Regions from separate parts of the Mus musculus genome. Here regions 1, 3 and 4 are each linked to region 2. Evidence: chromatin contacts called from public HiChIP or PLAC-seq data. All regions are on one chromosome and are shown on one strand. Each heading gives the region's core, a stretch centred on a gene start, on an enhancer-like site or on the middle of the called end of the contact. The rest is flanking DNA. Distances are from core to core; before and after follow the strand shown.

Region 1 (4,724 bases), core at 859-3,358, 440 kb after region 2:
TGTCACTGTGGGGGTGAGTAATGAGACCCTCCTTCCAGCCACGTGGGAGCCAATCTGTTCCTGGTTTCCTTTGGATGAAGACGTAGAACTCTCACTTCCTCCAGCATCATGGCTGCCTGGATGCTACCATATTTCCTACCTTGATGATAATGGACTGAACCTTTGAAACTGTAAGCCAGCCCCAATTAAATGCTGTCCTTTGTAAGAGTTGTCTTTGTCGTGGTGTCTGTTCACAGCAGTAAAACCCTAACTAATACAATCACCTTTCATAAGATGTTGTGGGGGATAAAAGGAACTGTAAAAAGTAGACTGAAGAAGGGTTCAACCACAGTAAGGGTTTGGTGATTACTCTTCATTCATGTACTGGGCTTTGCATGGCAGGCATTAGCTCATTGTGTAGTCACTGAATGCTGCCTGTGGGCCTCCTATAGGTCATGATCTCTAAACTCCTTAAGCAAGAACAAGATAGAGGTAATCAGTGACTGAGCAGCACATTGGCCCCTGGCCCCTGCAATAGGAAAGCCACACACATGGACATGTACAGTCATGTGCAGAAACTTGCTGCCTGCTACAGTTCCCTGGGAGCCTGGTGCTTCAGTTACTCCTGATGACACTTGTGTGCAAGCAAATTCTTTATTGCTGCTTTAAACGTCTCTCCTTTCACTTCCTCATTCCCTTCCTGGGGCCCATGAGATCGACTCCCCCCAAAAAAACATAATTAGAGCTGTTTTTTTCAGGTTCTACTTAGTGGGGGCAGGCAAACTGCAACATCCCACTTTCTAAAACAACAACTATATATGCTCATACTCTCACGCACACAGAAGGGAAGGGAGAGAATCCAGAAGGTCTCTGTATGTAAATGGTAGAGCCAAGATTTCAATGTAATCAAGACTCCAATGGAGTACATATTTCATGGCTTTTGTTATCCCAGGTAATAAACTGACAAGGTGTAAGAGATGTCCTTGAACCCCTTATCTCTTGCAATATACAGAAATAAACAGTTCCAGACCTGTCTTCGCCCTTAGTCACAGTAACCGCTCAGTTCCACAAACTGTCTGTTGATGGTGATGGAGATTGACCTCTTTTAAGACCGGGAGTCCCTTTCTGGATCAGACTTGTACTGACCTCCATATGAGGAGTTATTATAGTCAGCTCTTTTGTGACCCCTAAGACCCCAAGGAAGCAACTCAGCAGATTGATTTTGAACCAGATTTCTGTTCATGATACATGCAAGAGAAAATGGCAAGATTTGCCAATTTGATGATTTTACTGCCTGGGATAATAATAATTAAGAAATCCTCTCTCTTAATTAGCAAGTACAATTAGCATTTCTATAAAACGATCCATCCACAAGGTGAATGCGCTGAGATGTAACATCTTGTTCCTGATGCTGTGGTGCTGGGGTAAGTGGGATCATTCAGGAATTAGGAATTCTAATGAGCCATGTGCTTCAGCCTTCAAGTACATAGGCCCAGCTGGGAGGGCAGAATCTGCAGCAGCCAAGAGCAAGTTTCCATGACTGATTCAGTGCTCAGAGAAGGCTCTTGTTTGTTCCCAGTTGCAAAGGAGCCATAGAAACTGCAGGTTTATGGGGGTATTTTTTTTAACTTTTTTTTAATACCTTGGCTATGTTTAGTCCTAATATTTCTTTGTGGGTCGAATGACCTTCTGAAGCAGAGAGCTACAGTGTGGAGAAACTTGATCTTGTGCTAGCTTTTCATTACTTTGACAAAACACCTAACATAAGGGACTTCAAGGCCAAAAGGTTTATTTGGTTCATAGGTTCTGAGGTCTTGTTGCATGGCCTGCTGGTTCTGTTGCTTTTGAACGTGTGAGGATGTAGAACATCTGTGTAGGAGCATTCAACAAAGCAAAACTGCTCACCTTCTGGGGACTGGAAAAGAAGGGAAACAGGAAGGGGTTATGGTCTCAAAAGCCCCTTCAAAGGCAAGATCTCAAGATCAAACAGCCTTCCAGGTGTCTCAGCTTCCAAAGGCTTCACCACTTTCCAGTAATGCCTCATGTTGGCAGCCAAGCCTTTAGCATATAAGCCTTGGTGCTGGGGAGTCATTCTGTAAAACGGTTGCTACACAAACCTTGGGACCTAGTGTGGATGGATCCCAGGCTCCAGGGCCAAAGCTGAGTGTGGTAAACTCACTGCTGGGGAATAGAAGATGGGCTGACTACTGGAGTTCACCAGACAACTTCTCCCAGCCACAGGAACTTTTAAGCTATACTCCAGATCCAAACTACCACAGATCTAGAAGGGACATTTTTAGGTCATCTATTACCAAAACTCTCAGGTCCCTCCTGTCTCTTAATCCCAAAGGGTGCACAGGGCTCCTTGAAGGCAAGGCCTTGAGCTGAAGCACCCCTGAGAGACTACTTATTTCCTCCAGTTGCCATAGTCACCAGAGACCCCCAGTTTACTTTTGATTGTCCTTTTATTTCCCTTGGCAGTGCTGATCAAAGAATTCCATGCAAAGACATTTGAACTGCCAATTGCCCTATGGTTTTGCAGTATCTGCAGGTTTTGGAGAGCTCTTAGAATACAGAGTGTGTTGCAATGAGTGACTGATTATTATTATTTGCTTTGGGGGGGGGTTACTATTTATACTTCTAGAGAGACAGCATCATGCCTTACAGTATTTCTCACTGAGCAGCTCTCAGGAAAAAACTTACTGTGTAATATAGATGCTGCAGCTTAAGGCTGAGCAATTCATTTTTTCCAGCTCCATTGTATCCTCCCGCTTAGCTCACTGGGTGTGAAATGCACGCGTGTTTACTTCCTCCGTGGGTCCTCCTTGCAGTCAGTACAATGACTATTAGGCAGGCATGTGATGGAGGAAGAAGAAAAGAATGGCCTATTTCATCCTTTAATTGGATAATCAGTCCAGAATAATGGTGGTTTGATTTGATTTGCAGGCCCACAGTGCAGGCTGTTGGTAACACACACAGTATAAACTACAAAGTGAGTGCAGCGGACATTTACGCTTGCAGTTCCACTGTGGTGGGAGGGGCGGCTCCACGTACTGAGACTGATAAAGCAGTAAATGTACCTTACTCATCTTCACATAAATCATGACCCTGCAGGCATTTTCATAGTCTGAGCCCAAGAAGCTGGAGTTTTTCTTATCTGTGAGACTCTTCCTGTCATGTGTAGGTTGTACACAAGGATCAAGAGTCAGTGCCGAAGAGTGATCCATCTTCATCAGTGGGACAATAAGATGTGAGGACATCTAAGATGTCACCTGTTGCCACTTGACCTTAAGGCTGATGCTCTTGGGCCTCTCCCACTGGTTCCATGAGAGGACGGAAATGTTAGTCCCTATCCTCATTGAATGGTTGAGGCAGACAGATTTGTTGGTTAATGGTTAATGGTTAATTGACATTCCTGACCTCCTTGTACCTAGGGGGCAGCTAGGATACAGGATGCAGTTTGTGATTGGACATGGATATTTTCTGAGGTAGTGGGTGTGAACACAGCATCCCAGCAGTGAAAGAAGCTGCCTAACATAATATTTTAACTGCTTAAATGAGTTTAGAAAATATTTAATAACAAAAGGTGAGCATATCTCTTTTCTCATTCCTAAAAAACTTCATGTATTTATTTAGAGATCCAATCTGTGTCCTGCTGCCCCAGCTTTCCTAGTGTATACCAGTAAACAGAGTTTTAATAGCCAATTAGTGAACGTCACCAAAAAGTGGATATTAGTGACAAGAGTACCGATAAAAATTTTATACTTACTATATGGAAAACAATTGCTAAAATAAGTACATGATGCAAAGACTTTAGAATTAAGAAAAGGGAGTTCTAGCTTAGTTTAGGATTTAAAGAAAAAATTTATGCATACGTTTTGCCAGTGTATGTGTATGTACACCCCACGTTTGCCTGGATTCCCTTGGGTAGGCAGGAGAATGTATAAGATTCTTTAAAGCTGGAGTTGTGGATAGATGTGAGCCACCATATGGTTGCTTGATCCTCTACAAGACTGACAAGTGTTCATAACCACTGAGCTATTTCTCCAGTCCCTCTAGCTTAATCTTGGCTGGAGTTTTTAACAAGACCAACTAGAATTTCAAACCCCACATTTTGAGAGGCAGCTACCCATTCTTTGCAAGAAACCAACTCTCTTTTAACATTTTACATTACAAAGATAACCCGAAAGCGCTCCTGTGTGGAAATCAGAAGTAAAGCACTCTAGTCCAGCAGGCTGACTGACTCTAAGCAAATGCAAAGTTCCTGACTCTGCTTCCTGCTGCTGATCTCAAAGTATTCAGCATTTGCATGAGTGGAAGTTATTTATATGCACCTGAGTTGTTCTAGGAAAATTAAATAAGTGAATCTTAGGTGCTATTGTGAGTGTTTCAGGAAAAAGAAAGAGTTACCAATAGGTGATCATTCCCAACATCTTTCCTTTTTTTTCCCCACTTTCTTTTAATTAGATATTTTCTTTATTTACATTTCAAGTGTTATTCCCTTTCCTAGTTTCCCCTCCGAAAATCCCCTACCCCCTTCCCCCTTCCCTTGCTCCCCAACCCACCCACTCCCATTCCCAGTCCTGGCCTTCCCATATACTGGGACATAGAACCTTCACAGGACCTAGGGCTTCTCCTCCCATTGATGACCGACTAGGCCATCCTCTGCCACATATACAGCAAGAGCAACAAGTCCCACCATGTGTTTTCTTTGATTGGTAGTTTAGTTCCAAGGAGTTCTGGGG
Region 2 (5,466 bases), core at 1,880-4,379:
GTGCTAGAGATCTGAACTCAAGCATTTTTCTCACCAAGTTCTCTCTCTTGCCTCTGGTTTCTGTTTTTGTTGTAGCTCTCGGAATGAACAGCACAAGCCTGTGATGTCCAAGGTTCCTTTTGAATGTGAGGTTCCTCTGTGTCTAGGGGGAGAGCCTCTTCTTAAAAGGCTGGTCAGAGATGGGCAAAGGCCTGATGATATCTACTTCTGGTAGTTGGGAATACTCTCATTCTGTGCCTATATCCTGAGTACCCTGAGTTCACACAGGAACAGGCAATAATATTGACCCTGAAGGTCTCTGATGAATTCTGATCAAGTCATGGTTTTGGACAACACTGGAGATGCTGAAAGCTTCAGTCAGCAAAGTTAGGGGTGGTGCGAGAGCAGACAGAGTGGTGGCTGGAGTAGGTGTCTTATGGGACTTCTGGAGCCCTTTAAATGATGATGATGATAATGGTAATGGTGTGGGGACTTCAAATGTGAGAGGACAGAAGGCACAGCAGCCACTAGCATCTTGTTAAGTCATCATGATAATAGTTTTCAGGGGGATCTAGGTTGTAGATATTAGGTAGGAAGAACCTAGAGGGTACCACTGGCTGCAAAGGTTCAAGTTTTGCTCCTATGGGAATACATTCTGAAGGCTCGATGACCCATGGTGGGGCAGGACAGTACCTGTCCTTTGCTGACTTATGCTATGAATGTTATGAGTTTTAAATGTTAATTCTTGGACTTAAGGAAAGTCCCTCAGGCTTGTGTCAAGGCACAGACCCAGCTGGTGAGAAGGCCAATAAAGGAATCTCAGTACCGCAGCCTCTTGCACCTCTCCCCAGCCTTTCAAAGTTCAACTACCCCAGGATGTTGGAAAAGCGCCAGGGCCATTGAATGCATGGGGATTGTGTTGCAGCCCTCTGAGTGCAGAAGGATGGATGATGCTGAAGGGGAGACTGAGGCAATTTCTGCTTCTAGAAAACACCATTTATTGCTCTCTTCTTTAGCACCCCCCTTTCTGTGTGTGTAAATGTGAGTGTGCCCCATAGCATGCACATGGACATGAGAGAATGGTTAACAGGAGTTAGCTTATTCCTTTGACTCTGTGAATTTCAGGGATCAGGCGCAGGGGGTCAGGTTTGGAGACAAGTACCTTTACCAGCAGAGCCATTTTGCTGGCCTTCTGTTGTGTACTATTTTATGGGGGAGGTGATTTTGACCTTAAGTCTTTTCTAATGGATATGTATACTGAGCCCAAGGAATGTACCAACCAATTTGAGACTCACATATTTTCAGTGTCTGCCAGGCTTGGCCTTCTTTGGCCCTCTGTATCCTAGGGCCAGGGTGTGGCTGACCAATGATTTAGGTCGAGACAGCTTGTTCAGGTAAGGAGGCTCCTTTGGGCCAGTTTACCATATGAAGAGTCTTGAAAGGAACCTGAGAATTCCAATTAGACTATAACTAATGAGCTGGAAACTTTGGGGAAATCACTGTGGGCAGTGAGGGGAGAGTGATCATCTTGGTTTTAATTAGCACAGGAAAAAGTTGTGGTCCAGCTGCCAGCCTGGAGAAGTGTCCAGAGGGAGGAAGTTTCTGTGTGCAACGATAGGGGGACTGGGGGTGGGGCGGGGGACAGGGGCTGCTGAACAATCCTGGACTCCTTCCCTTTAAAGGGGAGAAACGGGAGACCAGAAATGTAGAAAGGCAAGCCTGAATGCAGAGTACCCGTCATCCATTTGCCCTTCCCACACGAGTCTAAAGAACTAGGAAGCAGCCCTTTAAGAAACCTCCTTTTCTACCCAGTTTGTTCCACACCAACCACCAGGCTGCTGTCATCTTTGCTTAATAAGGAAACAACAAACAAACAAACAACAACAACCAACAAACCCACCTGCAGCTGTCAGAGGTCACAGACTACCAACAGACTTCCAGATGCCCCAGTTGTTCATCAGCAACTCACAACGTGGCATCTTGGAAACGAAAGAGTGAACTCTCTGTCAGCAGGTGTACTGTACTGGCTAGGGTCTTCCTTAGTCTCCAAGCCTTAGAATCTAGGGGCAATAAGTCCACTGAATCTAGCTGACAACCAGCCACTCCTCTCCCTATTAGGGGCCCCTTTGGGAAAACCGGCCTACCCCAGACACCTGGTGGTTTCCCCTTCTGGTACCCTGCTGAGCCTAGAGGGGCGCAACACCTGCAAAGTCCTACCTCTAGGCTGGTGGCGCTATACTCTACATCCTGGAAGATGGGGGGCCGCATGCCCCACCACTGCCAAATGACCTGCTGCCCCTACACAGCCCCAAGCCGAGGCGAGTTAGCCCGGTAAGCCTCCTCCCCTCCCGCTTCGGGCTGTTTGAGCCCGCGCCCGCTCCAGTTGCTGCAGCTGCCACTGCTGGCGGCTGCGGGGCGCGCGGGGCGCGCGCCGAAGAGGCTCGGGCTGCGAGAACGGGGACGAGGAGGAGCCCGAGGAGGCAAGGAGGAAGAAGCGAGCGGAGGCCGAGGAAGCTCAGGGTCACAGAGACCCGGCCCGAAGGGGTCCCGCAGAGCATCGGCTAGCTGGCCGCGGAGGCAGGGCAGACCGCCGCAACCAACCTGCCGCGGCCCCGCGAGCACAGGAGGCGGCGATCCAGGAGCGGAGCGCAGCCCCGGGGAGGAAGGGTGGCGCGGGCACGCCCGGTCGGGAGGGCGCGGATTCTCCGATCCTAAGGAGCTGTCGCCTCATCACCCGAGAGAGCTGTGCGGGGACGGGCGGGAGACCCCGGGCCCGGGCGCAGCGCACACGCGTGGCGCACGCCAGGCGGGCCGGGCGGCGCCGAGGGTACGCGGGATCGCGCTCACGGAGCTTCGGGAGGCACAGACCCCGGGCGCGGACCGCCCGCGGCGCCCCCTGGGCTCTCGGTGCTCCGCGCAGCCCCGGGGGCGATCGGGGCCGGGGTCGGGGAGTGGGAGCCACCCTCCCTCATCCCCTCCCCCCCCCGGGCCGGCCGGCAGCCCGGGGGAGGGCGGGCGGCGGCGCTTGGCTGTATATATCTCCGCACACCCTGCCAGGTCGCGCACAGCGCCCCGAGCCCAGGCGCCTCCCCGCCCCCCTCCCGGCGCTCCGCGGCGGCGGCGGCAGCGGCAGCAGTAGCAGCAACATGGCTGTTGATGGGTGTTCGGGGTGGCGCTGGCGGCGGGAGGAGCTCCCTCGAGCCCCTGCGCCTGCCGCCCATTGCTAGCTATGGCAAACGGTGGCGGCGGCGGCGGCGGCAGCAGCGGCGGCGGCGGCGGCGGCGGCGGAGGCAGCGGTCTTAGAATGAGCAGCAATATCCACGCGAACCATCTCAGCCTAGACGCGTCCTCCTCCTCCTCTTCCTCCTCCTCTTCTTCTTCTTCCTCCTCCTCTTCCTCCTCGTCCTCGGTCCACGAGCCCAAGATGGATGCGCTCATCATACCGGTGACCATGGAGGTGCCGTGCGACAGCCGGGGCCAACGCATGTGGTGGGCTTTCTTGGCCTCCTCCATGGTGACTTTCTTCGGGGGCCTCTTCATCATCTTGCTCTGGCGGACGCTCAAGTACCTGTGGACCGTTTGCTGCCACTGCGGGGGCAAGACGAAGGTAACGCGCGCCCCGGGCGCCCGCCCCTGCGCCATCCCAGCCGTTTCTCGGCGTCCCCCGCAGCCCACCTCTTAGCTCCGCACTGTGTCTTGCCTCCTGCTGTCCCTGCCAGCCTTGTCCCCGCCGCTTGCCCTTCCCTCCCCTCTCCTTGTGCCCTCGGATTGTGCGCCAGGGGTGAGGAGTTGACCCCAGCAGGTGCGCTCCAGGACGCAGACCCCCGCTTTAGTTCTCTGTTTATTGTAGGGCTATTGGTGACTATGGCCGGACCCGGGTTGGGGGGACATGTGTCTCTTGGGCACGTTGTTGCGGAGTGTGGAGAAGGAACCTTGCAGGGACACAGGAAGCTGAAAGACCCTGGGTGCGTGCGGGACACCACTCACTGGCTGCGGCCAGACTCCTCACGGTGGACTAGTTGGGACAGATCAGCTCATACTTTTGTTGTTGTTGTTGTTGTTGTTGTTGTTGAGGAAATCAGTTCCTGGGGTCCCAAAGAAGGGGGAATCCTTTGAGCTAGGGAGAAAATCTTTTGCATCTGGGAATTCTGGGGGGGAAATCATGGAGAAAGTGGGGGCCCACGGATCAATAAAAAGTTGGGAAGACCCATCCTAGAATGGGGTCAATCTATGGAGAGTCACTTTCTAAAAGTGGCATGGTTGCAAGTCTGATGTCACCGCCCACTCCATCCCTTACATTTTCTTTGTGGAACATTACCCTACCCCAAGTACTTTTGCCACCTCTACACTCCCCTCCCAGGCCATCAACTTTGGATCCCCACAAATACAGCCAGCAGCTCCAATCTGTAGCACCAGGGCTGCACTCCTAAGAGTCCAAGGGACCTCTGCTTCACTAAGCCCCCTTTTGGCACTTGATGTGGCTAGAAGTCGTCTTAAGCTATTCCTGGCAGAGTCGCCCACAGTGTTAGGACTCACATCTCAGATGTGTGGTTGCTAGGCTTTACTCCTGGGCTGTGGCCATCTCCCTAGAGGGGTCCCTGCCCACCACCTAGCACTTGCTGGGGGGCGGTGGACCGGGGGTGGGCAATGTTTGAGCGAGAACTACAGAATGAATAAAAGAAAGAACTGGGAAAAAAGAGGAGCTGAACTGGGTGCAGTCTTTTAGAGAAATTCTCATCCAAGAGGACAGAATAGCACCCATACTTTTGGACAGAGGATATCTCTAGGGGGATTGTGCAAGACACTCATCTTGGTCCCCAAATGTTCACACCTGCTCTAGAAAAGTTCATCCGGGACCCCCTTGAGAAGTCACAGGGCTCAGCAACTTGTAGCAGCGTACAGCTGCTAAAGAGAAGAGTTAGGCTAAGGGGGAAGGCTATGAAACCCAAGGGCAACCGAAGCACTCTCTGTCATTAATTATACATCACCGTAGGTGCTGGGCTCAGCTGTGTTTTGTGGCAGCACATTTGTGTTTTGGAAAATACTGGTGTGTTGGAATAAGGGAGGAAAAAGAAAAAAACCACCCTTCCTTCTTTGCTTCCTCTTGGCATTGCTCTGAAAGCCTCCAATGGTGACAGGTGAGCTTTGTTTAGAGTCCCCTTCTTGAGGATGGAGGTTCCCCCTTCCTTTTCAAGGAGAAAGACCGATGGCCTTCCAGAGAAGCCCTCAGATTAAGCAAGGTTCCTATAGCCAGACCCAGAGATGGTCTCTGTCTGATCATAGAATCACATTCACCCATTCTTTCTCCTGCATCTTCAGCTTGTCCTGGGAGTGTCTCCCTCTCATACTGAGACTTGGTGACTATCTTTAGTTGCACGCATCTCAGTTACTTTCTATATGGAAGTGACTTGGGTTGGCTTTTTAAAAAAACTACTTTCTGTTTTCAGAAAGTGAACAAATTTGGTCATAATGAGTCCTTTTTGTCTT
Region 3 (5,057 bases), core at 346-2,845, 310 kb after region 2:
AGGTCCCAAGATACTATGTCACAGGCTAGGAACACTCACCATACCATGTTTCTTTGTCTCTCTGAGTCACAGAATGGGACAGGACAGAGACTTGGATTGAAGCATTGTGGTGGTGGCACTGTGCTGGGTCAGATAGACCTAACAGAGGTATTCCATTGGCAGGGAGATTGCAGCCATGTTTGCTGGGGCCAGACTGCTTCTATGTGACACAGCTATTGTTTGTGAAAGAGATTTGATGCTTCATTAGAGAAAAGTTGTGTACAGAACCCTGGCAGAGATATCTTAACAGCCTTCTGATTAAAGGTGCAAACAAGGCAAGTGCCAGATGAGCTGCATCTCTGGAAAGAAGGCTCTACAGAGAGCATATTACTATTTTTTTCTCTCCTTCCTTATATGGCAGCATACATTTGTTACTTAGAAAACAGGAGAAAGGGCCTGGGTGATGTAGCAAAGTAGGTGTAGAAAGCAGAGTAAAATCTGAAGCTGTGCATCTCTCTAGTGGCCTGGCAGGATATGTTGAGGTTTCTTTGTAGAATATATTTGACTCTCAGTCTGGAGCACACAGTATGTTGCCTCACAATGCAAGGCTTTGCTGGTGTATGAGTCTGCTTGACAAGAAGCCCATAGAGTACTAGCTGGCCCTGGAAAGTTCAAGGCCACCATGCACACAAATAGTTACCACTCTTTTTCTTTGACTTCGGGACTTTATTACCACTGATATAATCTCATAAAACCATACCTCAAAAGCTGTTGCTTATCGTCTTGGTCTCTGTATATGGTAATGAGGAGGTGGGTTAGTTCTCTCCTGAGTAAGGTGATTGCCCTGAACCTGGGAGAGTAGGACTGAAAACCTTTGTCTATGGACAAAGAAGAAAACTCACTATACGCTGATCAAAGTGATATTTGAAGATTTCAATGAAGGGCTGGTGCATAGTTCAGTCAGTAAAACTTAGTAAGCTTGCTTAGTAAGCATACTGGATGTGGTGGTATGAGATTATAATCTCAGCCCTGGGGAGGTGGAGACAGAAGGGTTCCTGGGGCTCAGTAGCCAGTCAGTAAAGTCCAGCCCAAGAGAAGAATCTGTTTCAAAGGAGGTGACCGGCGTTCCTGAGGATGGCACCTGAGATAATCTGGTACACATAGACACACATATGAAAAGTGTCAGTTAGATGTGGCCTGGTAGACCAGGCCTATAATCATAGCTGCTAAGGAGGTTGAGGCAGGAAGATCACAAGCTTAGTGCCTGCATGGAATGCAGTCTGTTCAAGGTCAGCAGCATAATGAGGCCCTCATTCAAATAAAATTAAAAGGCTAGGATTAAAACTCAGGAATAAAGTGATTACCTAATATCCACAAGACTCTAATATTATAAGTCCAAAAAGACTCAAACGTCAGTCAAGTCAATGGTAAATTCCTGATGTCCTGCCATATTTTAACCCCGCCCTAGTATCCCATTTCATTAACACACTGCTTAGCTTCTCATTGCCTGTGCCCCCCCCCCTCGTGTTGGCTGGCTTACAGGTTAGCTCTGCCTGGGGACCTGGGGTCCTGCTGCATTGTAATGCTCAAGCCCTGGCCTGCCGTATGTGAATTCCATTGTGGTCTCCGATTTCAGCCATCTGGGATGTCCCCTAGTCATGAAACAACTTGTCCCTCCCCACTGTTCATGTGACCAGAGTACTGATTTCCTTCATATCCTCATTGTCTGTAGTTCCAAGAAACTATTGCTTGCTTATTTGCTTTCTTCATCATCTGTCACATTTTTGTACAAGTGTCAGTTTCAGAAGGTAGGGATCTGGTTGGATTTATTTAGTACCTATAGAACTCAGGTTCCAGCTAGTAAAACCAGGCAGTTCCAGAGAGAGACTGTCAGAGGAGAGCTAGGCAACCTTGCTTAGGAGGAGTAAAAACCCAAATAGGACACCATAAGTCTTATTAGGAGAAGGGCTGGAGCTCAAATTTCAGAAATGGGGGTGGGGTGGATTCTGGAAGAGACCAATTACTGCCAAAAAAGGGAGAGAGGTAGGCTGCCTCAAGCTCTTCCCTTTCTTTTGGGGGCCACCACCACTGACTGAACCAAAGTGAACAGTTGGCAAGAGTACCTCAGAAACAGCTCTTGTGGTTTAAACTCTCAAGTCAAGAGCCAGATCAGGTGGTAGGGGACCAGTATGAGGACCGTCTAATGACTGGAACTTCATCTCCAGCTTCACTCACAGTCACTGGAAAACAATAGTTCTGAGAAAGTAAGAGGTTTGATTTTTATTATTCAAGACAATGTCTCATATACACAGACTGATCTTTAACTCTCTATGGAACCAAAGATGACCTTAAACTACTTCCATCCCTTGTGTGCTGGGATTATAGGCATGGACCACCACACTTTTATGTGGTTCCAAAAGTCATATCCAGTGCCTTCTTGCATGTGCCAGGCAAGTGCGCTACCAACTCAGCTGCATTCTGACATCCTTAGTGAGCAACCACAGAATGGATGAAGACATGGGACACACCTGCTCTGAGTCAATTCCAATGTCAGCTCTTACAAAGGACCCACACTATCTCAACAGTGACACTCCAGACACAACCCCCTGCCCCCAAGTTCTGAGTGTCAGGTTCTGTAGTAACATGCTTTTGAGCTAGCCGGCTGAGAGCTTAGTGTACCTCCTGGCTCTTCTTCCCGGAGGAGAGAGAAGGAGTCTTATTTCTGGAAATACTGCTGTGTCATGAGCTCTTTCATCCGATCTCAGTGATGCTTTTATATGAGCAGGATTGTGTTCCTTAAGGGATTCCTTTGAAGACAGTTTTAAACTTGCATTCCTTGGTTCAGTTTCAAAATTTGCAACATTTGGGAATCTTCCAAAAGCCCAGGATTTTATATCCTTGAAGTCAGGGTGTTAAGGGAGGAAGGCAACTGGGAATGAACCCCAATCCATGTTTCTAGACATTCTTATCTGGGGGCTCCAAGATAAGAATAAAGAATAAGAAGCCACATACAGGCTTCTGGACTTATTCATAAGGTGGAAATAAGAGCACCGAGCCTTCAGTGTGAAATGAATGAAAACACCTAAGCAAAGCGAAAGCACATTGATTGATGCACTTGAAAGTGGTCATTCTTTGCCCCCAAATCACCAGAAAAAAGGTCAGGGGCCCCACCCCTAGGTACCAATAGTATCTCACCCCGTTCTCTGCATGTGTGGTGGCTCACTTTTGGCTGATGCTCCTTCATGATGCCCTTGATTGGAGTAAAGGAGACTGCTGACATTTTCGGATATAGCTCTTTCATCTGGTGACACTTTGCCCCTCTAAAGGAGCAAATGCAGATTTTCCCGTGAATTTTCCCATAAGGCTTGTTTGCATTAAAAAAAAAAACCCTGTTATCTGCTTCAATGTCATTTATAGAAAATGTACTTTTCTTTTTTCCTCTTCAACCCTTTATACTATGGTACATATATTGGGTACCTACACAGGGAGCTTTGCATATAAGGGTTGAACATTGAGAAGTGATAGTTTTTCCTGTTTAAATGTTAGGTTTCATTGGTGCTCTATCAAAGCTTTGTAAGTACCATTTATTATCGGGAATCTCAGCAGGTTAGAGCCCAGAGACTTCAATGGAAACCTCTAATGGCACAATGACACCAGCCTGTAATTAAGGCATTTCTTGGGAAGTAATTCAATTGAGTTATAGAAGTGAAGGTAACAGCCTGTGGGACTGGAGGTAAAATTAGGAGCAATGAATGTGATTGAAAGGCAAGAGGAATGTTCCTGGCTGGAGTTGTGTGTGTGTGTGTGTGTGTGTGTGTGTGTGTGTGTGTGTGTGTGTACTCGAATGTGCATGTGTGTACATGTGCATGCATGTGTGTGCATGCTCCGATGAGTGTCCCTGAGTTCTTGTCCACATTATTAATATGACAGTGGGGTAGGTGAAGGACTCCTTTTAAAGAATGCCGTGTGTCTGGCAGATATGCTGTGTATTGAATCTCTAGACCTTTCTATCAGCTGTCCTGGACAGCCTCAGGAGACACTGGTGAGAAAAGCGATACACCTTTCAAGTCAGTTAAACTCTCCCCTGCAGATCCCAGGACCACGTTCAATCAAGCTTAGGATGGCACCCCCTTCTCGGTCTTTCAAAAGGACTGGTTGAGTATCTTTGTTCCCTGCATCTTCAAAGGCAGAGCCATTGAGCCATTCTTCAGAGGCACCAACAGAGCCACCGGAAAGTGGAATTTCCCACAAGACCACAGTCTCATCAGGCTTCACTCATGACCTTAGTCCTTGCAGTTTTGAAGGACAAATTTGTCCTATTTAGAGAGTTGGTGGAAAATAGCCGATGCTCAACTGTGGGCCTTTGCACTTGAATAACTGCATTGGAATAAATGTATAGGAAGATGTAATCTTCTTTTAGAGGCCCCTTTCCATATGCACAGATACTAAGGTTCAAGGGCAGTGGCTGTCTGGCCAGAGAGTGGGTAGTACAGACCTTGGGCTGTTTGTCCTTGAATAGGAAGGTACAGACTAATCTGACTTCTTGTGGCCTCACTACCACACCTCTGCCCTCCTCCATGCCCTTTGCATTTTAAAACCACTTTACTATGTCATTGCATCTAACCTCTACCTCGGCTGCATCCCTTTAAAACCCTGAATATCTCATCCATAGTGTTCTAAATGTTAAGTAATTTTAAAAACACCAACAAGAGCAGAGAGCTCATTTATGGGCTTTTTAAGTGTTTTCATTTTTTTTTTTTTAAATTGTTAAGCAGTCAAGAGTGACTTGTGGGATTTTTCTTTATTTTTTGTTTGTTTGTTTAGTAAGCCAGTTTGTGTCATTTAGCATATCTGTGTGTGCTCATGGCCTCCACCATGATCAGCATGTAATCGTTGAATGCTCCCTCTACCCTCCAGACTCTAATCTCTGGCAACCATACACCACTATAGTTTTGTCTTTTAGAGAATTTCAGTAGAATGTTGTTGCATGCCTGAAGTACTAGCACCCAGGGTCTCGGAATTGTGGCTTTGAGGGCAGCTTGGCGACATAATGGTAGTTAATATTTGTTCAATAAAAT
Region 4 (4,879 bases), core at 2,188-4,687, 360 kb after region 2:
TGTCACATCAGGGAAAAGTAAAGAAACATATCTCTTCATCCTTGTCTGAAATCTGCCACTGTCAGACTGTCAGAAGTCACCTAGCCCACCTCAGACACAAGGCTGGGCCCTCACCTGTCTTGAGCCGTGAGTCCTTTAAATGTCCTCAGGGCACAAGAATATGCATGCTCTCTTCATCTGAAATTGCTAGTCAAGAAAGAAGAGTATCATTCAGTCTGCAAGTCTCCAGTTCTGTGAGTGAAGGTAAGCTCTCTTTTCATATTTATTTAGAGATTCTGGACCACATTTGAAATGAACTGGCACTCTCAAGCACTTGGTCATCTTTCTCCAATCTCTCTCCAGGGGTCATGGGGTACACACCCTGCCAACGCCTGTGCTGGGGCTTAGGAAAGAGTTTCGGATATGTAGTCTGTGTGCCCCCAGAGAGTACACACTTATGTGAAGGTGAGTGTGGCGGTCTGCTAAAGGGACAGAGATCTAGACTGTGCCTCCATTTCCTTTGTCTCCCTTTCTGACCCCATGTATGTCATGGTAATAAACTATTTCTGGCAGATGGATTTGGATGGTGTCTTTTTTTAAAATTGTGTCAACTACGAGTCAATTTTTGGCTGTGTAGAGTCTGGTCTTCCTTGGGGGAGGATGGCAGAGCATCCTAGGTTGTTCCTAGGTTGTTCACCTAGGTTGACACTCTTCACCGGTGCCTCCCCAGCCTCCTCCAGCCCTTTGGGGTTAGTCCTGAAATTGCTCAGTCTTTGTGAAGATGAGACTTGAAACCCTCAGTGATTCTGGATCTTTTAGGCTCATCCAAGAAGTCTGTACCAAGGCTGATCTTCAGTTCTGGTTTTCAGTTTCCCAAGCCAGAAATGCCAGTACTCTTGGAGATTCCTCATTCTTTATGGGGGCTGACCAAGCCTTAGCATGGATTCAGCCGTTCTCTCCACCTAAACTATGCAGACTGTGTGGGTCTTTTTTGTAACAGACTTGGTTTAGCAGAACACCTGTGGCTACGTACATAACTCTACTTTTCATTGCTGCTTCTTGGTCTCTCTCTGAGACCACACCCTAACACTCTGATTTGTGGAAAAGCTAGTGAGAAGCCTATACTGAGAATCCTTCACCTTCCCATCCAGGTTGAGCAAATATGCTCAGTTTATAGAGATGAACTAAAGTAAAATTTACAATGTTGTTGCCTTTATGATAAATCTAGAAGGTCATAGTCAGAACACCAAAGACAATCCCCTAATCAAACTGCAATCAAGCTTAGTGAATGAAATGAGATGAAACTCTATATATAAACTACACATGGAACTAGGGTGAGAAAGTATAAGGCAAATTCTTGAAGTCTACCTTTTTCATTCAAAACTACCTCTGTCTCTTAATAGACATGACTTGGCTGGCCATCTTGGAGAGCAAATTAAATTCCTCTTAAAAATTATACCAAGTCATTGCCCTGTCAAAAATACCTGGTATTCTGAGATGAATTTGCTTTAGTGTTAACCCTCTGCAAATAAATTGGAGTGACCCTTGCCAGACTGACACGGTTTGCAAAATTGTTCTCTTATTATATTTAACCAGCGCTGTCTTTACCTACTTGGTAGATTGGAAGTCTCATAGTTAGAGAAGCTCAAGATGCAAGGCTTTCCACATGTGGCCCTTTAGGCAGTGCAAAGAGGGTTTGGGGATATGACCTGGTGGGTAAGAACATCTACTTATGCTTATGAGGATCCGAGCTCAAATCACTAAGGGGTTTCTGAAAAGCTGGGCATGGTCTATGACTCCAGAGCTTTGGGGGGATGGAGACAGGAAGACCACTGGCTTGCTTGGCAGCCATCTTAGCTGTGGGCTTAGTAAGAGACTCCGCCTTAAAGGAATAAGTCAGAGGGTAAGAAAGCAGGGCACCTGGTCGTCTCTCTTGATCTCTGCTTGCACATATATCACACATGCATATATGAGAAAGAGAGAGGGAGAGAGGGAGAGAGGGAGAGAGGGAGAGAGGGAGAGAGAGAGAGAGAGAGAGAGAGAGAGAGAGAGAGAGAGAGAGAGAGAGAGAGAGAGAGAGCAAGCTACAAAGGGTGCAGATGGGCATATGAAACAGGTCCCTGTGGTTAACTCAGCTAGCTGATGTCAGAGAGGCCGATTTAGACTGTGCACACAGACAAGCAGAGTAGATGCTCATTCTATCTCAATGAGCCAACAGAAAGGCAGTAAAGTTCAGGTTAACTTTGTGAGTGGCAGGTGTAATTATAATTGGTGATGTACCTTACCTTTCAAATTTTACTCAACTACGGTAATCTCACACATCTTTGCTTTTCAGTTCTTAATCCAAGATAGATAGATCCCCTAGTGGATCTTTCTCAATGAGGTGTTTGACTCCTTTGGGTCTTTATTTTCCTTATGTGGTCTCTATGCGAAGAGTCATTTGGATCATCTGCAGTGATCACCATCTGTATGAGACAGCTTGTCCTGGAGCCTACAGATAAAGAGAATCAGATTAAAAAGGGTTCAAATGGAGCACCATCATTCCAGTGAAAGATGCTAGGAAGATTCAAACAAAGGAGGACATTATAGCAGGACTTGGTTGAGATGTCTTTAATGTCAGTGCCTTCCGGAGACAAGTAATCTTATCCTTTCAAAGGTCCATGTTCTGCAAATTCCCCACCTCCTAATTCTGACCCTGACTCTGCAGGTACTCCTTCTCCTATGCACCCTGATTTTTATAACACAAAGACTTTTTTAAAAAAAATGTATAAGCAGGGTCTCAGCAGGTAGAAGCATCTACTACATAAGCCTAACAAGTGGAACTTAATCTCTGGAACCCACATTTTAAAAGGCAGGAGTGGTGATGTGCTTCTTTAAAACTGGCATTCCTGTGGTGAGACGGGAGGCAGAGACAGGAGAATCCTCTAATAGCACATGGGCCAGTTGGTCAAAACACGAGAAACAAGGGAAACTCTGCCTCAGCATGCTGCGAGGTGAGAACATGCTCCTGAAAGTTTTCTTCCAACCCCCACACCTGTACTGTGGCATATATGTTTCCATACACACACATATGACACACACAAACATATGCACACACACACACACACACACACACACACTAAATAGTTTTTAAAATTGCGCAACCAAGTCAAATGTGCCCTTCAAGGTCCTATGAATGTCAATGTCACTGTTGCTTGCTCCTCCTCTCTCCTCGATACCAGACCAAATTCTGAATATATAAGGGGTGAAAAGACCTTATAGTGTCAGCATGGGGGTCAGGACGCATGGATGGCACAAGGCAGCAGTCCCTGCTGCTTCCTTCTATAATTTAAAAGAAAGTTGGAGAGACAGCCGCTCTCAAAGCTCCGTGCATCTGCATTTTTCCAGTGGTATTCTGGGAAAGGATGACTCACACGTGGGGAGATATTTATTCCTTTGATTCATGCTTAAATGCTGCTCCTTCTTATGCTTCAGTTACGTGGATTATGAATATTTAATGCTGCATATACTGGAAATGAAGGTCAGGTCCTGCTCACTGGCAACTTCAAAGCAGCCTCCATTCTGAAAGGCATACCACCTGCTGTTAGCAGAGGAAAGCAGAAAGGTTATGCATTGTTAAAAATCTTCCTTAATGACTCTATCTGCACCCAAATGCCTGGTGCACAGTTGGGGCTGCCTTCTCTGGCTTTTCCAGCTTTTGCTCTTGGATTCTTGTTTAAGGCTTGCCGCCTGAGTGAGTAGGGCATTTGGATGGTCGAGGAAACCATAGCACAAATTTTGTAGCACTTCCTGTCCAAGTGCTCCACCGCCAGGGGAATGACCACTTCTCAGTCCTCATAAATTTCATTTATTTGTTCATTTTATATTCATTCATTCACTCATTCATTCATTTATTCACTTTCACAGCTTCAATGTGAAAACCTTAAATATTTTCCAGGTAGTGACAGTGCTTATGGTTAAACATAGTTGCAGATAATTGTACATAAATTTGCAGTAGAAACTGACCAGATTGTTTCCATAGCCTCTGGAAACACAAGTGACTCTGTTATTATAATTCAGAAATCCAGAGCCTTAGCCCAATCTGTTATTATTTCACAGTTTTACCTTCCACTACTCTTCATATCTTATCTGATATCTCTGCTTTCATCCGATAAATTTTCTTTCTAAAGTAAAAAATCAGGGGATTAGAAGATGGCTCAGTCAGCAAAATGCTTGCCATAAAAGCACGAGGCCCTGAGGTGAGCAGCAATGCAAAAGAACTGTGTGTCTACAGTCCCAGTGCTAGGTGGTAGGTGAGACAGGTGGGTCCCTAGCATCCTAGCCACCTCTTTGAACACCAGGTTAAAGACTAATGTCTCAGAGAGGAAAGTGGGAAACAATTGAGGAACATACTTGATTTTCAACCTCTAGCCGCTACACATCTGAGTACATACACCCACACAGTCAGACACATGCATGTAACCACAGACACATCCACACAAATTTGAATAATAACAAAAGGCTAGAGGAAATTTGTGTCCCCATTGTTGGGCTGCATGTGAATTAGAATGCTCAGCACATTACAGAAAGTATTAATGGCTTCTTCTAATCCCTAGCTGGAGATTTATAATTCCCACTTTACTGACTAGAAGTCTGGAACCCTAAAATTTGCTTCAAACCATATAGCTAACAAGTCCTGAAGCCAGAATCTCACTCTAATGTGCCACCAGCTCCCCCAGTCCCCGCTGTCACTTGTAAATGTCAAGGAATAAACTTCTAGACTGGAGAAGTTCTAGAAAGAGCTTGGTGCTGCTTTGTCCTGTCAAGTCCTCTGCCTTCTTCCCTTTGTCTTCTCTTTCCCCCATTCTCATCCTGAGAGCCAAGTGTACAATAGATAGCTCTTGGGAGAGCCCCATCACCA

Evidence for each region. HiChIP or PLAC-seq counts read pairs in DNA pulled down with a chosen protein or histone mark.
Region 1: an H3K4me3 HiChIP or PLAC-seq map of embryonic limb bud shows a contact between it and region 2, with 5 times the contacts expected there. The contact joins the enhancer-like site here to the promoter of Kcnma1 in region 2. A contact is called at or near these places in 4 of 39 promoter capture datasets (Sertoli cells, cancer-associated fibroblasts, embryonic stem cells and 1 more), 1 of 15 datasets of contacts at CTCF or cohesin (the NIH/3T3 cell line), 50 of 484 Hi-C or Micro-C datasets (the 3T3-L1 cell line, the 63-12 cell line, the HPC-7 cell line and 27 more), 24 of 115 datasets of contacts at active chromatin or transcription factors (the 230-238 cell line, SST interneurons, VIP interneurons and 16 more) and 4 of 9 other capture datasets (adipose tissue, embryonic stem cells, embryonic tail and 1 more).
Region 3: a contact with region 2 is called in an H3K4me3 HiChIP or PLAC-seq map of craniofacial prominence, with 5 times the contacts expected there. The contact joins the enhancer-like site here to the promoter of Kcnma1 in region 2. A contact is called at or near these places in 2 of 39 promoter capture datasets (embryonic stem cells and neural stem cells), 3 of 15 datasets of contacts at CTCF or cohesin (embryonic stem cells and stem cell-derived epiblast-like cells), 65 of 484 Hi-C or Micro-C datasets (the 63-12 cell line, the N1E-115 cell line, Sertoli cells and 24 more), 24 of 115 datasets of contacts at active chromatin or transcription factors (the 230-238 cell line, VIP interneurons, astrocytes and 13 more) and 3 of 9 other capture datasets (adipose tissue, embryonic stem cells and pancreatic islet).
Region 4: a contact with region 2 is called in an H3K27ac HiChIP or PLAC-seq map of SST interneurons, with 4 times the contacts expected there. The contact joins the enhancer-like site here to the promoter of Kcnma1 in region 2. A contact is called at or near these places in 1 of 15 datasets of contacts at CTCF or cohesin (stem cell-derived epiblast-like cells), 7 of 484 Hi-C or Micro-C datasets (the N1E-115 cell line, Sertoli cells, cardiomyocytes and 3 more), 16 of 115 datasets of contacts at active chromatin or transcription factors (the 230-238 cell line, SST interneurons, VIP interneurons and 12 more) and 1 of 9 other capture datasets (embryonic stem cells).

Annotation. Positions count from the first base shown.
Region 1 is chr14:23,562,910-23,567,633 of GRCm38.p6, reverse strand. All of the region lies in intron 5 of Kcnma1 (potassium large conductance calcium-activated channel, subfamily M, alpha member 1), which reads left to right. Among named protein-coding and RNA genes, the nearest start is that of 5430425E15Rik, 55 kb to the right of the region's middle. Within about 2 kb of position 2,108, at least 7 of the 459 cell types and tissues checked have an H3K27ac peak or open chromatin away from gene starts, as enhancers often do. A contact at or near this core is called in the N1E-115 cell line, embryonic limb bud and proximal limb bud, where this site is marked.
Region 2 is chr14:24,001,868-24,007,333 of GRCm38.p6, reverse strand. Kcnma1 (potassium large conductance calcium-activated channel, subfamily M, alpha member 1) reads left to right here and starts at 3,129. Exons shown (of 28, transcript NM_001253364.1): 1 at 3,129-3,586. The coding sequence starts at 3,209. 4930519K11Rik (RIKEN cDNA 4930519K11 gene) reads right to left here and starts at 2,343. Exons shown (of 3, transcript NR_131107.1): 1 at 2,197-2,343; 2 at 1,880-2,039; 3 at 1,497-1,653.
Region 3 is chr14:23,686,374-23,691,430 of GRCm38.p6, reverse strand. All of the region lies in intron 2 of Kcnma1 (potassium large conductance calcium-activated channel, subfamily M, alpha member 1), which reads left to right. Among named protein-coding and RNA genes, the nearest start is that of Gm51422, 39 kb to the right of the region's middle. Within about 2 kb of position 1,595, at least 15 of the 459 cell types and tissues checked have an H3K27ac peak or open chromatin away from gene starts, as enhancers often do. A contact at or near this core is called in craniofacial prominence and embryonic limb bud, where this site is marked.
Region 4 is chr14:23,644,114-23,648,992 of GRCm38.p6, reverse strand. The region is part of intron 3 of Kcnma1 (potassium large conductance calcium-activated channel, subfamily M, alpha member 1); the gene reads left to right. It overlaps Gm51422 (a long non-coding RNA gene), which reads left to right. Exons shown (of 2, transcript XR_003951126.1): 1 at 1-243; 2 at 343-4,879. Among named protein-coding and RNA genes, the nearest start is that of Gm51422, 3.6 kb to the left of the region's middle. Within about 2 kb of position 3,437, at least 6 of the 459 cell types and tissues checked have an H3K27ac peak or open chromatin away from gene starts, as enhancers often do. A contact at or near this core is called in SST interneurons, where this site is marked.